Linked DNA regions of Sus scrofa: region 2 is linked to region 1. The links are chromatin contacts, called in public promoter capture Hi-C maps. All regions are on one chromosome and are shown on one strand. The core of a region is the stretch at or near the end of the contact, and the rest is flanking DNA. Distances in the headings are between cores, read along the strand shown. Region 1 holds the start of C6H19orf47. Region 2 holds the start of SHKBP1 (SH3KBP1-binding protein 1).

Region 1 (7,358 bases), core at 2,527-5,026:
AAAAGAAAAAGTCACTCTAGAGTAGCTGGTGCAAAGTAAGTATTCCAGAAATGCCGGCTCTTCTTATCCTCCAGTGCCCCCCAGCCTTCCCTCCAACACCCAAGTGCGTGGCCTGCCTCCCATTCTTTACACACAAGGTCTCTTGTGCCTGGGATGCTTTCTCTTCCTATCTTCCTGACAAGCTCTCCTTCACAGTGCTTGGCTGCCACTGGCTTTGGGACACCTTCCCAGAGTCCCCAGATGTGGGACTCTCTCCTTTGCCCCAACTCAGGTGATGAGTATCACTGCAGGCATCACTCCACCCTGCACTTGGTTCCTAAGCTCCCCTCTCCAGTCTGAATTTTACCGCTAGATAAAAAGAACACAACCAGCCTGTCTCACAGAGCAAGGCGTGGAGAGGCTCCCTTAAGTCAGACACAAGGACAACATCTCACATCCCAAGCACTAACTTAGGCACCAGGACCAGTGCCAGGCATCACGCTGATGCCTCACAACCTGCTCATGAGTGAGGACTATAATTAGCCCCATTTTAATCAATGAAAAACCGACTCATTGTGGTGCAGTCATTTGCCAAGTCCCATATCTAGCAAGCAGCTCTACTAGGATTCTAAAACAAGTTCTCCCTGATCGCAAAGCTCATTCGGTAGCTCCTGTCGAAATGTTTCCATGCCAGGCACTGAGTGTGTACACATCTTAGCAACTCCTCACAACCACCAGCAGTAAAAGAAGAAATGATCTCCCAGTTACAGGTGAGAGTGGCAGGTCCGAGGTCACACAGCAAGTAACTGCAGGGCCAGGATTTGAACCCAAGTCAGTCCCATGGCTCTGATTAACACTGGTCAAGGGATTACCATTAGGCAGGTGATGTGGTCTGTCTTTGCAAAGTTTCAGTTGATACTTACTAGACGCCTTTACGTACTGGTATCCTCCCACCACAGCCGCAGAATTCCCTGCTGGACTCAATTTCCTCTCGCCACCATTAAAAGCCCATCTCCAGCGCTGACTTTCTAAACAGTGAAAATTATAAAACATTAATAATAAAGAAATGATAGGGAGTTCCTGTCGTGGTGCAGTGGTTAACGAATCTGACTAGGAACCATGGGGCTGCAGATTCGATCCCCGGCCTCGCTCAGTGGGTTAAGGATCCGGCGTTGCCATGAGCTGTGGTGCAGGTCGCAGACACAGCTTGGATCCCATGTTGCTGTGGCTGTGGCGTAGGCCGGTGGCTACAGCTCCGATTTGACCCCTAGCCTGGGAACCTCCATATGCCACGGGAGCGGCCCTGGAAAAGGCAAAAAGACAAAATAATAATAATAATAATAATAATAATAATAATAATAATAAAGAAATGATAGCTCCCAAAATTCAAGTAATTACCATGCACCAGATTCCCTGTGCTAAAGCCCATAGGAGGTGTGGCTCCAAGTCTCAATTTTACCACTTCCTGACTCTGACTCTGGGGCAAATGGCTTAACTGTTCTGGATCTCACTCCCTTCGACGTTAAAATAAGAATGATAGAGGAGTTACTGTACATCAGCTATACTCCAGTTATAAAAAAAAAAAAAAAAAAGAATGATAGGTGTGGAGTTTCTATTGTGGCTCAGTGGCAACAAATCTGACTAGAATCCATGAGGACGCAGGTTCGATGGGTGAAGGATCAATGGGTGAAGGATCTGACATTGCCGTGAGCTGTGGTGTAGGTCACAGACGTGACTTGGATCCTGCATTGCAGTGGCTGTGGTGCAGGCCAGCAGCTACAGCTCCGATTCAACCCCTAGACTGGGAACCTCCATATGCCAAGAGTTCTGGCATAAAAAGATTTAAAAAAAAAAGATAGACGTATCTGTTCTTTTTTTTTTTTTTTTTTTTTTTTGTCTTTTTGCCTTTACTAGGGCCGCTCCCGTGGCATATGGAGGTTCCCAGGCTAGGGGTCAATCGGAGCTGTAGTCACCGGCCTACGCCAGAGCCACAGCAACGTGGGATCCAAGCCGCATCTGCAACCTACACCACAGCTCACAGCAACGCCGGATCCTTAACCCACTGAGCGAGGTCAGGGATAGAACCTGCAACCTCATGGTTCCTAGTCAGATTCGTTAATCACTGTGCCACCACAGGAACTCCAAATGTATCTGTTCTTAAAGTGCTTAGTGGGGTTGAATGAGTTCATAAGCACCCAGCCCTTAAAACAGTGCTCAGCAGTTATGCATATGTGCATTAAGTAAAATAAATAAACCTTCAGTGAGCTAGGGAAAGGAGAGGACAGTCATTGAGCTGATATCAGTCATATGCAAAGTGTGAGCTGAGAACAGAGTATAAGATAACTTGACAGGGTCCATGGGATCTGACAACATGGAATCACACAGTGTAAGTTTTCAATTCTTCCAGGTTCTGTCTACAATTTAATAGACCATTCTGCTTCCATTGGTGTTCAGGTTGTTTTCCTTCTTCTCACGCCAGCAATGCTACTTTTCCATTAGGAAAGAACACAAATTTTCCTTCTCAATTGAATTGACTGGAGGAAAATGCATCCGTGGTTTTAAAGAAAATGGAAAACCTAACACAATGGGATTAAGCAAAACTGATCAAATAGTAAGTGGCAGGGGAGTTCCTGTTGTGGCTCAGCAGTAAGGAAATGAGTAGTATTCATGAGGACGTGGGTTCAATCCCTGGCCTCACTCAGTGGGTTAAGGACTGAAGGTTCCTGTGAGCTATGGTGAGGGTCACAGACTCAGCTCAGACCTGGTGTTGCTGTGGCTGTAGCGTAGGCCAGCAGCCACAGCTCTGATTCGCCCTCTGGCCTGGGAACTCACATATGCTGCGAGTACAGCCCTAAAAAGACATAAGAACAAAGAAAAAAAGAATGGCAGGATGTCAATTTGCCCAACTCCAGTTTCCAAGTTTTGCCATCTTTTAGCTTCCTCCTCCTCTCTACATCCTTGCAAGTCCCATTTACACCAATGACTCTGAGAATCATTATTAGCGTCTCAATCTTTTGAGCTCCTACTTAATACTGTGTCAGGCCCTGTGCTAAGGACTCAACACGCACATTTCATCAGCATCCTCACAGTGATGCTATGATATTGAGACTATTAGCCCTCATTGTAGAGACGAGGAAAATTCAGTTCAGACAGGTGAAGATATAGGTCCACGACCACAAAGTGTAGTTAGGACTTGAGCTGAAATCTGTGGCCCCCAATTTCACGCTCCCACACCTTGATCTTCCACACCAAGCGCAAAGATCATCAACAATACTAACAATAATAGTATAGTAACGAAGTGAGCAGTGTGCCAGGCGCTGAGCTAAGGAGCTCCGACATGCACGAACTGATTTCTCACTACAACCCATAAAGAAGATGCTACAGTCAGATTCTGACCCCCATTCTACAGAGGAGGAAACTGAGTTTCAGAGAAAGAACTCGCTAATCCAGAGCCGTACAGCGGCGCCAGGACTGACTCCGGAACCCTGGACGCCATTCATCCCCACCTCACCCAGCCCTACCCCATCACCCCCGGCCCGCGCCTCACCTGGCCCTCTGGGCACGCGCCCACTCGCACCACCCACCTGCCCACCTGCCCGCCCTCCCGGCGGCGCCAACTGTCAGACCCTCCTCCCTTGGCCCGGCTGCCCGCCCCGGAAGCGCCGCCCTCGCCGCCGGAAGCCGGACTCACCCGCTCGCGGCTTCTCTAGCCCGCTGGGGAGCCACCAGCGAGGGCGCAGCTGCAACTGTCACGTGACCGCCCGCCGTCTCCCAGGCGCTTCCCTCCGCCCCTCGCTGGCGAGGAGCGCAGCCAATGAGAAAGGTAATTTCCCGGCCCCCGCCGGCCCGCAGTCCAGCCGGAGTGCGCCTGCGCGCCGCGGGGGGCGGTCGGGCGGGGCTCCAGCCTGAAAGGTGCGTGCTGGGCTGGGTCCCGAGTGGGAGACGTGGAGAGCAGGTAATGTGCGATCTGGGGGCGCGGCGCCTCAGCCGTCCTCCTCGTGTTATCCTTCGTCTGTAATGCATCTCTTCTCTGCACATCGACCTCTGTCCCTGTATGTCGCCATTCCTCCGCATGTTGTATCCTGCTTAAATCGTTACCGTTCCCCTTATGTCGCCATCATCACCCTTGACAAGATTTCGTTCGCTTTAAGCCCCCATTATCAGCACCTGTTGAAGTCGCCCCACCCGTTAAGTCGTAGTCGCCGTCTCGTGTCGCCTGCACCCCTCTTTTATTGCTATCACTCTTCTCAGAAATCGTCGTCATACCTCCGTGTCACCTTCGCATGCCTCCTGTTACCATCTCCTTAAGTCGCTCTCTGGCTTCCCTTAGGTCATGCTCACCCCTTTTGTCGCCATCCCTCCTCGTCGTCACCTTTGTTCCTCTGACAGTCACTGCCCACGTCTAATGATTCTAGTTTTCACCATGAAGAGCCACCCTGCCCTACAGTTTTTCTTCTCTTCGTGTCTCTGTCATTTCCCCAAGTCACCTCTCATGTACTCCGGGTATGAAAGCCCTTTACTCAGGGCGTGCCAGGATTCTGACTTCACCACTAAACCTCTGGGTAACCTTGACCTAATCACACCTTTGCAGTCTCAGCTTCCTCATCTGTAAAATCCACACAAGGACACCAACATCAGGGATGATTGTTAAGAATTCTGCATTATTCTAGTGATATGCCCAACTTGATATGGTGATTTGGGCTAATATTATTAGCCATGTCACCCTCACCCAGTCACCTTCATCACCTCATTGTCACTCTCCCCCTACCCCCAACTGCCCTCATCATTCTGGTGATGTCATCACACTTCCTGTATCCTGATGCTCATGCCACAACAGCCAACCCATGCTACCCCACATGGCAATCTCCACGCTGTCCTCACCTCTGCCACGTCACCACATCTGAGGGGGTGACCCATCAACCATCACGCACCTTGTTCATGTAAATACATAATCCCTTTCTCTTTACCTTGTTGGATTGACTGATTAACCACCCCCAAATTGAGAGCATTTAGCCATGGCAGGAGTCCAGGAGGGCTTGGTGGGGGGACGGTTATAGGTAGCTTAGACCGAGTCCTCCCTTGACTCAGAGAATTGAAGGTACAGAGAGAGAGACAGGGCTCACCACACCGTCGTCAAACCTCAGCAACCCTGCATCCCCAGGGGGAGAGCTGGTATCTTAGTCCCTCAGCTTGCTCAGCATGGCCACGTAGGAGAGTCATTAGCAATGTATTTCCATGGGCTGCAACACCCCATTTCCAATCTTAGTTCTTAGTACTTAAATAGTGGCATGACCTTGGGCATGTAGCTTAAGGTCTCTGTGCCTCAGTTGCTACATCTGCAACATGGGAATGAAAACACAAGTTATTCATTCAACAGATTTTTATTAAGCGTGTTCTACATGCCCAGCACTGTGCTAGGCATTGGGGACACATCAGTGGACAAAACAGGCCCGGTGGAGTTTACATTCTAGCAGGGCTAAGAGACAGTGAGCAAACAGGTAAGTAGATTATGTCACATGATAGAAGAGGGGTGGGAATACAAAGATCATTGTTTTAAATAGGGCGATCAGGGGAGTTCCCGTGTGGCTCAACGGGTTGAGGATCCCACAACTCCGATCGCTGCCCTGGTGAGGGTTCGATCCCTGTCCCCAGGAACTTCTGAATACCATGGCAAAAATAAAAAATAAAAAAAAAAAGAGTGGTCAGGGAAGATTTTCTGAGATACACCATTTAAACAAAGACTTGAAGGAGGGGAGAGAGTCACATGGCTGCCTGGAGGTAGAACAGCATCCTAGGCAGAGAAAATAGCAAATGCAAAGGTCCCGAGATAGGAGCATTTAAGGAAGAACAGGGAGGCCAGTGAGGGAGGAGAGGGGTGGGAGCTGACGTCAGAGGAGTGATGGGGGCAGATCATGGGGGGCGGGCGTGGGCCCTGGAGAAAACTATGGCTTTACTCTGAGTGGGGCGGGAGCCAGGGGAGGATTTGGAGGCGAGAAGGGACGTGATCTGATGCGACATGAAGCAGCAGCAGCAGCTGGAGAACCTCTACCAAGGATGGATTGGCAAGAGCAGCCTGGTTGGAAGCACAGCCAGAGTCCTCTTCTTAAAGCTGCCCTCACATATCCTTTGTATTTGGAGAGAGCTGCAAGGGTCCCTCTCAAAGATTCGGAGGGGGTGGGGGTGTTGGTGGAGGTTTTGAGAGGCCAGCACCACCACTGGCTTCAGCCGCTGTTGACAGGGCTGGGGAGGGAGGGAGCCACAGATCTCCAGATGTTAAACAACAGGAAAGGCAGCTGTCTACACCCGAGACCCTGAGGCAGCTTGGGCTCTAATCCTGGCCCCACCATTTCCTGGCTGTGTCCCTTTACGCCAGGACTTCACGTCCCTGGGTCTTTAGTTCCCTTATCTATTAAGTGGGGCTAAAAAAAAAAACACTATTATGGAGTTCCCTGTTGTGGCTCAGTGGGTTAAGGACCTGACTTAGTCTCTATGAGGACGCAAGTTTGATCCCTGGACTCACTCAGTGCGTTAAGGATCCTGGTGGTGTAGGTCGCAGATGCAGCTCCAATCCCACGTTGCTGTGGCTGTGGCATAGGCCAGCAGCTGCAGCTCCGATTCGCCCCCTGGTGTGGGAACTTCCATATGCCACAGGTGTGGCCTTAAAAAAAAAAACCGAAAAACAACAAAACACTGTTGTGAGCCTTGAATGTAAAGTGTTTTGAACAGTGCCTGGTTCGATAAACACAAGAAGCCCTACCCTCTCTCACATCCTACCCTTTCGCAGGCCCAGGCCTCCATCATGGTGGCAGAGCAGAGGCATCCTGCCTCATTTTGTGTTCCTGAATCAGTGTAGTCCTGGCACAGAACCGAGCTCTGGGTTCAGGTGCCCAGCCACCAAACCAACGCTGTGTGACCTGGCAGTACTTTTCCTGAGCCCTACTTCCTCATCTGAAAAACAGAGATAAGAATGCTTCTTTCAGAGTTCCCATTGTGGCTCGGTAGTTAACGAATCCAACCAGGAACCATGAGGTTGTGGGCCTTGCTCAGAGGGTTAAGGATCCGGCGTTGCCTTGAGCTGTGGTGTAGGTGTGGCGTAGGCTGACAGCTACAGCTCCGATTAGACCCCTAGCCTGGGAACCTCCATATGCCACGGGAGCGCCCCTAGAAAAGGCAAAAAAAAAAAGAATGCTTCTTTTCCCCAGATGTGTTGCAGTATTAACTTTTGAATTGAGATGTCAGCAGTTTTCATTGTGATGTCACTGTCCTCGTCACTTGGTTTATTTTCTTCCAGGGCACACACTGTATGTTTCACTCATTCATCATTTGTCTCACTCCCTCGAAAGAATATCTTCTTTCCCAGAGATAATTTATTTTTCTGT
Region 2 (7,411 bases), core at 1,814-4,313, 170 kb after region 1:
AGCAATACCTGCTCCCCTCCAGAGGACAGTTGGTGGGTGGGTGGGCTGGGCCTCTGCCCCAGAGCCCCCAAGTCCTGTGTCCTCTCCCACAGGACCCAGGATGGCAGTGAGTTCTTGCTTCAGGCTAAAGATGAGGTGAGATCTGTTCCTTTCTCTCTCCTATCCAAACTTTGGGAACCACCTGGTTGGCTGGCTCCTGGCCCAGAGTGATGGGGCTTTGAAGCCGGGAAGCACAAGCCAGAGTTCCCGGGGCTTCCCAGGAAAGCCCACGGGCAGTGAGAGCCCAGAGGAAGTTCCTAGTCTAGCTGGGGGAGGGGGAGGACCAGGAGGGCTGCCTGGAAGCCCCAGGACAAAGTCCAGTCTCCTAGCCTTGGCCTCTGAGGTGATACAGGAAAGTTAGGAGGGAGTTAGCTTAAGAAAAGAAAGAAAGAAAAGAAAGAAAGAAAGAAAGAAAGAAAGAAAGAAGAAAGAAAGAAAGAAAAGAAAGAGAAAGGAAGGAAGAAAAGAACTGCAAGTGCAAAGAACCAGAGGTGCAGAGTCCAAAGGGTTAACTGCCTTAGAGGGGAGCTCAGGGAGGAGGGTGCTCCCAGGGGCTACATCTACCTCTGCGGACACCACGGGCCATTTGGAGGAGGCTGGAGTTTATCCCAAGGGCACTCGGGAGTCATGGCATAGTTTTGAGCAAGGGAGGGTTACAGTGATGCCTAGGAAGGATCCCTTGGGGTTTCTTGGTGGCTCAGCAGGTTAAGGATCCAACACTGTCACTGCTGTGGCTTGATCCCAGCCCAGGAACTTTTGCATGCAGGGGCCACAGCCGAAAAAAAAAAAAAATCCCTTTGGCTCCCTGCCAAAAGATTTTTTTTTCAGCTGTGGCCCCCGCTTGTGGAGCATGAGAGGTCGCCAGGGCAGAGGGCAGAGACCAAGGGAGAGAGCACCAGGCAGGCCTTCGGGGAGGGGCGGGAGGGGTGGGAGAGAGATGGGAGTGTAAGCAGACCTTGAGACTGGAGTGAGGGGGAGAGGTCAGGAGGAGGAGCAGGCACATAGGTGGCTTGAAGAGATGTTGAAAATAGTGCCGCTTGTTGCCTCACTCATCCTCCTAAGAGGCTGTGAAGTAGACCCTTATTCCCTCCATGCCTCTTTGACCTATCTTTAAAATGGAGATAGGAGTTCCCTTGTGGCACAGCAGGGTAAGGATCCCGCATTGTCACTGCAGTGGCTCTGGTTGCTACTGTGGTGCTGGTTCAGTCTCTGGCCCGGGACTTCCACAGGCTCTGGGTAAGGCCAAAATAAATAAATAAATAAATACAGTGGAGATAAAAAGTTTTCCGTCTTATAGTTATTGTGAAAAATAAGTTGATATAGGTAGAGTACTTTCAGGGCTGCTTGGAAAATGTCAGTGTCTGCTAGTGTTATTGTTTCTTGTTTATGGTGGGAATGAGATATAATCTGACCGAATAGAGTTAAGTGAATTAATCCACAAAAGTGCTTCGAACAGAGCCTGCGCAAAATAAACGCTGTGTAACTACTTGCATCTTCATTATTATTACCCGGTTCAACAGATGAGCAAACCGAGGGTAAGTGGGCAGTCTGATTCCAGGCTCATCTATCACTCAGTCTTCCAAACATAAACTATGTGTCCTGTTTCTATCTCCAGGAAGAAATGAACGGCTGGCTGGAGGCTGTGGCTGCCTCGGTGGCGGAACACGCCGAGATCGCCCGCTGGAGCCAGACAGCGCCCACCACGTCGTCCACAGACGAGGGCAACCCCAAGCGGGAGGCAGGGGAGCGCAGAGCCAGTGGGCGCCGGAAGTGACTTCCCACCCCCAGGGCCTGACACACCTCCCCGCCCCTCCTCCTGGCACTGTGGGCACAAAGACACTTTCTCTTCCGATGGGGCAGGAGCCCCTAGTCCCAACCAACACTGAGGATGCGCCATGATGGGCACTGGAAAGGAGGGGTCTTCTCCTGCACCCCAAGAAGTGGTGGGGGGATTGCTGCCCCTATTAGCCATATTTCGGCCCCTTCCCGCTCGCCACCCCCACCCCAGGTGCTGGGGCTCCTTTATTTTTATGCAATAACTGAGCTTGGGGGGTGGGGCGGGTAAGGGGCCGGTTGAGCCAAGCCCCCTGCCCCGATGCCCATATCCTGCCCCAAGAAGCTGGGTTGGTGGGGGCGATAATTTCCGCGCCCCTCTCCGCCCTAGGGATGGGCATGGGGGCGCTGGTGAGGTCCCCTGGACCATCCAGGGTGCTAGGGGTGGGGAGGGGACGCCCCCTCCCCGCCTTTACCTCACTTCCAATGCTGCCTTGATCTCTGTCTGGGGAGGGGGAGAGAAGGGGCCCTAGCCCCTGCCCTCCGCCGTCTCAGAGCCATGCGATTAATTCCTGACTTAGTTTATTTTTGCAAAACGTCGACCTCCTCCTCTCCCGCCCCGCATCCGCGAAGGCTTTTAATGGGAGGGGCGTCAAAGCTCAAAACTGTCTTCCTCTCTCCTCCCCCCTCTATCTGTAAATGTCACTTTGTGAGGGGAGGGGCGAGGGGAAGCCCTCCCCCTGCATGCTTCTGGCTGGAGCACCTCCCGGAGGAGTGGGGGAACCAGATGGTAGGCAGCCCCCAGGGCCGCTGGGGCTCAGGGGTAAGGGGTGGGGCGGCAGGCGCACACTCGATGTACCTATAATAAATTCTTTGGCTTTGACGGTCTATGACGGTTTGTTCAAGTTTCTTGGGCGGCGCCTGGGAGGATTGGGTGGGGCGAGGCCAGGAAACTGTGTTGCGGAGAACATTTAGATGTCCCTCTTGGTATGGACTAATTTCGAGGTCTAAACACGTGCCCCCGAAGAAGCAGCTAGATGCCATTCCTAAGTTGGGAACCCCAGAGGGGTGGAGGTACGTTTTGCTATTCACGGTAACTAAACTTCCCCAAAGGAGCCTCTCGGTCCGCCCCGTCCAGCACAGGAAAAGCGGGCCCCTTTAAGGAGGAGGAGAACATTAACTGCGACAAGTGAGCGCATTGCCCAATCGCGGGTGGCTCCAGGAGTCTCCGGCCCAATGAGCACGCGGTGGAGGCGGGGGTGGGGTGCACACCCGGAAGCGGGTGCTGGCCGGCCGGCTCGCCCGAGGGCCATGGAAGCCGCGGCCCTTGCAGCCGACGGGGTCCCTAGTCGGGGGCCTCCCGGCGAGGTGATTCATCTGAACGTGGGAGGCAAGAGGTGAGTGTAGGAGATTCTCGAGACCCTACTCTCGGCGGTGTGGAGCGAGGTGGGAGTACCCGTCTCTCCCGAGGGGAATCCCTGTCCATCAAGGATTGCTCCGCCCTCTGCTGGAGGCGCGGGAGCCTGATGGGTGCTGGAGGAGCGAAGGGAACTCACCCGGTCCTGGGATTAGGGCCTCATTCGCCATCCTCTCTCCATCATCTCGCGTCCTCTCACGGTCCCCGCACAGATTCAGCACCTCTCGCCAGACTCTCACCTGGATCCCAGACTCCTTCTTCTCCAGGTGATTGGGAGAGCGAGTTTGGGGTGGGGGGTGGGAGGACAGGGTACGGGGAGACCTAATCTCCCCCCATGATACACACACCGCGGCCCATGACACCCGCTTATCATCCCCCCACCCCCTTGCAGTCTTCTGAGCGGACGTATCTCTACACTGAAAGATGAGACTGGCGCCGTGAGTAGAGCAAGAATTGAAAGGGGCGGCCGGTAGGAGGAGGGACAGGATCCCCACTTAGCCTTGCTCTTTGCCCCATCTGTCTTCTTCCCCGCAGATCTTCATCGACAGGGACCCCACCGTCTTCGCCCCCATCCTCAATTTCCTGCGCACCAAAGAGCTGGACCCCAGGTTGGCATGGAAGATAGCGGGGAATCCCGCACCGTCTTTACCCCCTGAGAAGTCTCATCTTCTCCTCAGAATGTTCACTTAAGCACCTTGATCATATTTAAATTATATGACCTTAGAATTCCCCTCAAACACACACATTTTCACTGCCCAAATCATCTCTCCTTAGAATCTTGATCCCATCAAAATTTGCTACCTCTTAGGGTTCTCTGTACAGTTTTTAAAACTCCATCCTCAGAATTCTTTGCCCACTCCCACTCCCCAGAGCCTGACCCCTAGTCGCTTCTATTACCCAGGGGTGTCCATGGTTCCAGCCTCCTCCACGAAGCCCAGTTCTATGGGCTCACTCCTCTGGGTAAGTGGGGCCCCCTTAGCATCCTCTTCTAATAGAAAACCAGCTCTCTGGTGGTGCTCCCTCTTTCCCCTCTTGAAAGAAGGTTGGGTTAGAGATGAGAGCACTGGATTTAATCCTGGGTCTCAGAAGAGTGGTGGTATTCTGTGGAGAAAGAAATGGAGGAGGGGAAAAGGGATCTGTCTCAGTGTTCCCCAAGTCCCAGCCTTTAGGTCCTTTTGTCCCAGTTCGTCGTCTGCAGCTTCTGGAAGAGTTGGATCGATCTTCTTGTGGAAACGTCCTCTTCAATGGTTACCTGCCTGCACCAGGTGGGAACTACTAAGGAATGGAGAGAGTGGCTAGGGCTCTAAAGACTACATCTCCCACAAGGCTGCAGCCTGTGGGCACCTGAGCTGTGAACCCTGAAACACTCTGGGAGTTGTAGTTCTTTTTTTTTTTTTTTTTTTTTTGTCTTTTTTCTATTTCTTTGGGCTGCTCCCACGGCATATGGAGGTTCCCAGGCTAGGGGTCGAATCGGAGCTGTAGCCACTGGCCTACGCCAGAGCCACAGCAATGCAGGATCCGAGCCGCGTCTGCAACCTACACCACAGCTCACGGCAACGCCAGATCCTTAACCCACTGAGTAAGGGCAGGGACCGAACCCACAACCTCATGGTTCCTAGTCGGATTCGTTAACCACTGCGCCACGATAGGAACTCCTGGGATTTGTAGTTCTAAATCAGATGCTTGGCCTGATGCTGGGAAAGGAAGTAGGAAACAGCATTTCCAGTGAGACACTGGGCCAAGCTACCCCCTGGAGGTGCCGAAGCAGGCCCTAGAGCCTGATGGGAGTTATAGTCCAGGTGTGATTTCCTTGTAGAGAGGCTTAGGGAACACTGGTGTCCTTTGTATGAAGGAGTGAAATATTTAAGGAGAGTTATTGACTATAATCTCCGTGAGACCTTGGAGCAGCCAGTCCACTGGCCATGGAAAATATGCCCCACTGGTTATTGGGAAGTGTAGTCCACTAGGCTTTGCTGATTTGTAGAAGGAACAAAGCAGGGAAAATTATCTGCCTAACTGTTATTTCCCTAACTTGGTCAGTACCTACTACCTTCATGAAGTTTGCCACATATGAAGACCTATCGTCCTCTTAACTTAGTTTGACCCTGGTTTTTTTGTTTGTTTGGGTTTTTTTCACCCTGAGGTGCAGCAGCTTGATGTGGGATCTCAGTTCCCAGACCGGGGATTGAACCCAAGCTGCAGCAGTGAAACCACTAGACCACAAGGGAACTCCTGACTCTGTTTTTGTTTTGTTTTGTTTTGTTTTAATTATTTACATAGAAATTTTCTATCACTATCTTTACACTACAAATAAGTAGACATGAAATAAACCCCAAACATAGCAGTGAGATTAAATTCTGGGAGTTCCCGTCATGGCGCAGTGGTTAACGAATCCGACTAGGAACCATGAGGTTGCAGGTTCGATCCCTGCCCTTGCTCAGTGGGTTAACGATCCGACGTTGCCGTGAGCTGTGGTGTAGGTTGCAGACGCGGCTTGGATCCTGCGTTGCTGTGGCTCTGGCGTAGGCCGGTGGCTACAGCTCCGATTCAACCCCTAGCCTGGGAACCTCCATATGCCACGGGAGTGGCCCAAGAAATAGCAAAAAGACCAAAAAAAAAAAAAAAAAATTCTGGGTAGATGCTGTTGCCTGCCAAGGCGACAGGCGTTTCTTAAGAGGAAAGATTAGCACATATTGAAGAGGTATCAACATCATGGCAGTACCAAAATGATTCTTCCTTTGTGATGGACTCAAAGGGAACTGAAAATGGCATAGCTGGCCGTGTGATTCAGTGGTATTTAATGCCCTGTCCCTGGACCACCTAAATTTTTTTTCTCTGGGAGCCAATGTTATCCAAGTGGGAAAATCAGTACCTGGCATATTTTAAAAGATTATTGGCATGGCAATTACTACAGTTATCAAAACGATTGTTGTTCTGCCCCTTCTCCCCGCCGCCGCCACCGCCGCTGCCGCCACCGCAGTGTTCCCAGTGAAGCGACGGAACCGGCACAGCCTGGCGGGGCCCCAGCAAGCAGGGGGACGCCCAGCCCCTGTTCGACGGAGCAACACGATGCCCCCCAACCTGGGCAATGCAGGGCTGCTGGGCCGAATGCTGGATGAGAAAGCCCCTCCCTCCCCATCAGGTACGTTTCTGTCTCACAGGAGCCTGGGGCAGCCAGTGGGCTGCCAAGACCCTGCCCTGACCCTTGCTTTTCCTCCCAAGGGCTACCAGAGGAGCCAGGGATGGTGCGCCTGGTGTGTGGACACCACAACTGGATCGCCGTGGCCTATACCCACTTTCTTGTCTGCTACAGGTGCTCAGGAGGGCAGGGGCAGGAGGCCTAGAGCCCTGTTGATGGGGAGGGCTCAGGGTGAGGGCTGACGATGTCCCCTAATCCTCCAGGCTGAAGGAAGCCTCCGGCTGGCAGCTGGTGTTTTCCAGTCCCCGCCTGGACTGGCCCATTGAGCGACTGGCACTCACAGCCCGGGTGCTCGGTGGGGCTTTGGGTGAGCATGACAAGATGGTGGCAGCAGCCACAGGCAGCGAGATCCTGCTGTGGGCTCTGCAGGCAGAAGGCGGTGGCTCTGAGATAGGTATGGCCCCAGGCTTTTTCCAGAACCCTTGGCCCTTTTAGAGTTCTACTCCAATCTGTGGCCTCTTAAAACAGCCCACCCAGGAGTTCCTATTGTGGCATAGCAGAAACAAACCCTCCTAGTATCCATGAGGTTACAGGTTGGGTCCCTGGCCCTGCTCAGTGGGTTAAGAATCTGGTATTGCCACAAGGTGTGGTGTAGCTTGCAGATGTGGCTTGAATCTGGTGTTGCTGTGGCTGTGGTGTAGACCAGCAGGTGCAGCCCTAAAAAGCAAAAAATGAAAAAACAGCCCACCCTGCACAAATATCACACCCATAAGACCTCTTTGGGCTCTTAAGATGCTCTGGCCCTTTCTGCATCCTGTTATGATTCCTTGGTCCAGTAGGAAAAACCCACCCATGTACAGCTGTTTCCTCCATCAGAATTCATTGCCCTTCAGAGTTCCCGTTGGGGCGCGGCAGAATCAAATCTAACTAATAATCATGAGGTCGTAGGTTTGATCCCAGGCCTCATTCAGTGGGTTAAGGGTCTGGCATTGCTATGAGCTGTGGTGTAGGTCGCAGATGTGGCTCAGATCCTGCATTGCTGT

The links. Promoter capture Hi-C pulls out the DNA fragments that hold promoters and counts their contacts.
Region 2: a contact with region 1 is called in a promoter capture Hi-C map of liver, with 3 times the contacts expected there. The contact joins the promoter of SHKBP1 here to the promoter of C6H19orf47 in region 1. A contact is called at or near these places in 1 of 5 promoter capture datasets (liver) and 1 of 47 Hi-C or Micro-C datasets (fetal skeletal muscle).

What each region holds. Positions count from the first base shown.
Region 1 is chr6:48,641,586-48,648,943 of Sscrofa11.1, forward strand. It overlaps C6H19orf47, which reads right to left and starts at 3,777. Exons shown (of 10, transcript XM_021094390.1): 1 at 3,671-3,777; 2 at 903-1,007. It also overlaps a transcript of PLD3 not described here.
Region 2 is chr6:48,810,100-48,817,510 of Sscrofa11.1, forward strand. It overlaps SHKBP1 (SH3KBP1-binding protein 1), which reads left to right and starts at 3,064. Exons shown (of 17, transcript XM_021094398.1): 1 at 3,064-3,209; 2 at 3,442-3,495; 3 at 3,621-3,666; 4 at 3,764-3,837; 5 at 4,131-4,189; 6 at 6,210-6,371; 7 at 6,452-6,542; 8 at 6,632-6,822. The coding sequence starts at 3,124. SPTBN4 (spectrin beta chain, non-erythrocytic 4) reads left to right here. Exons shown (of 36, transcript XM_021094394.1): 35 at 93-135; 36 at 1,655-2,700. The coding sequence ends at 1,813.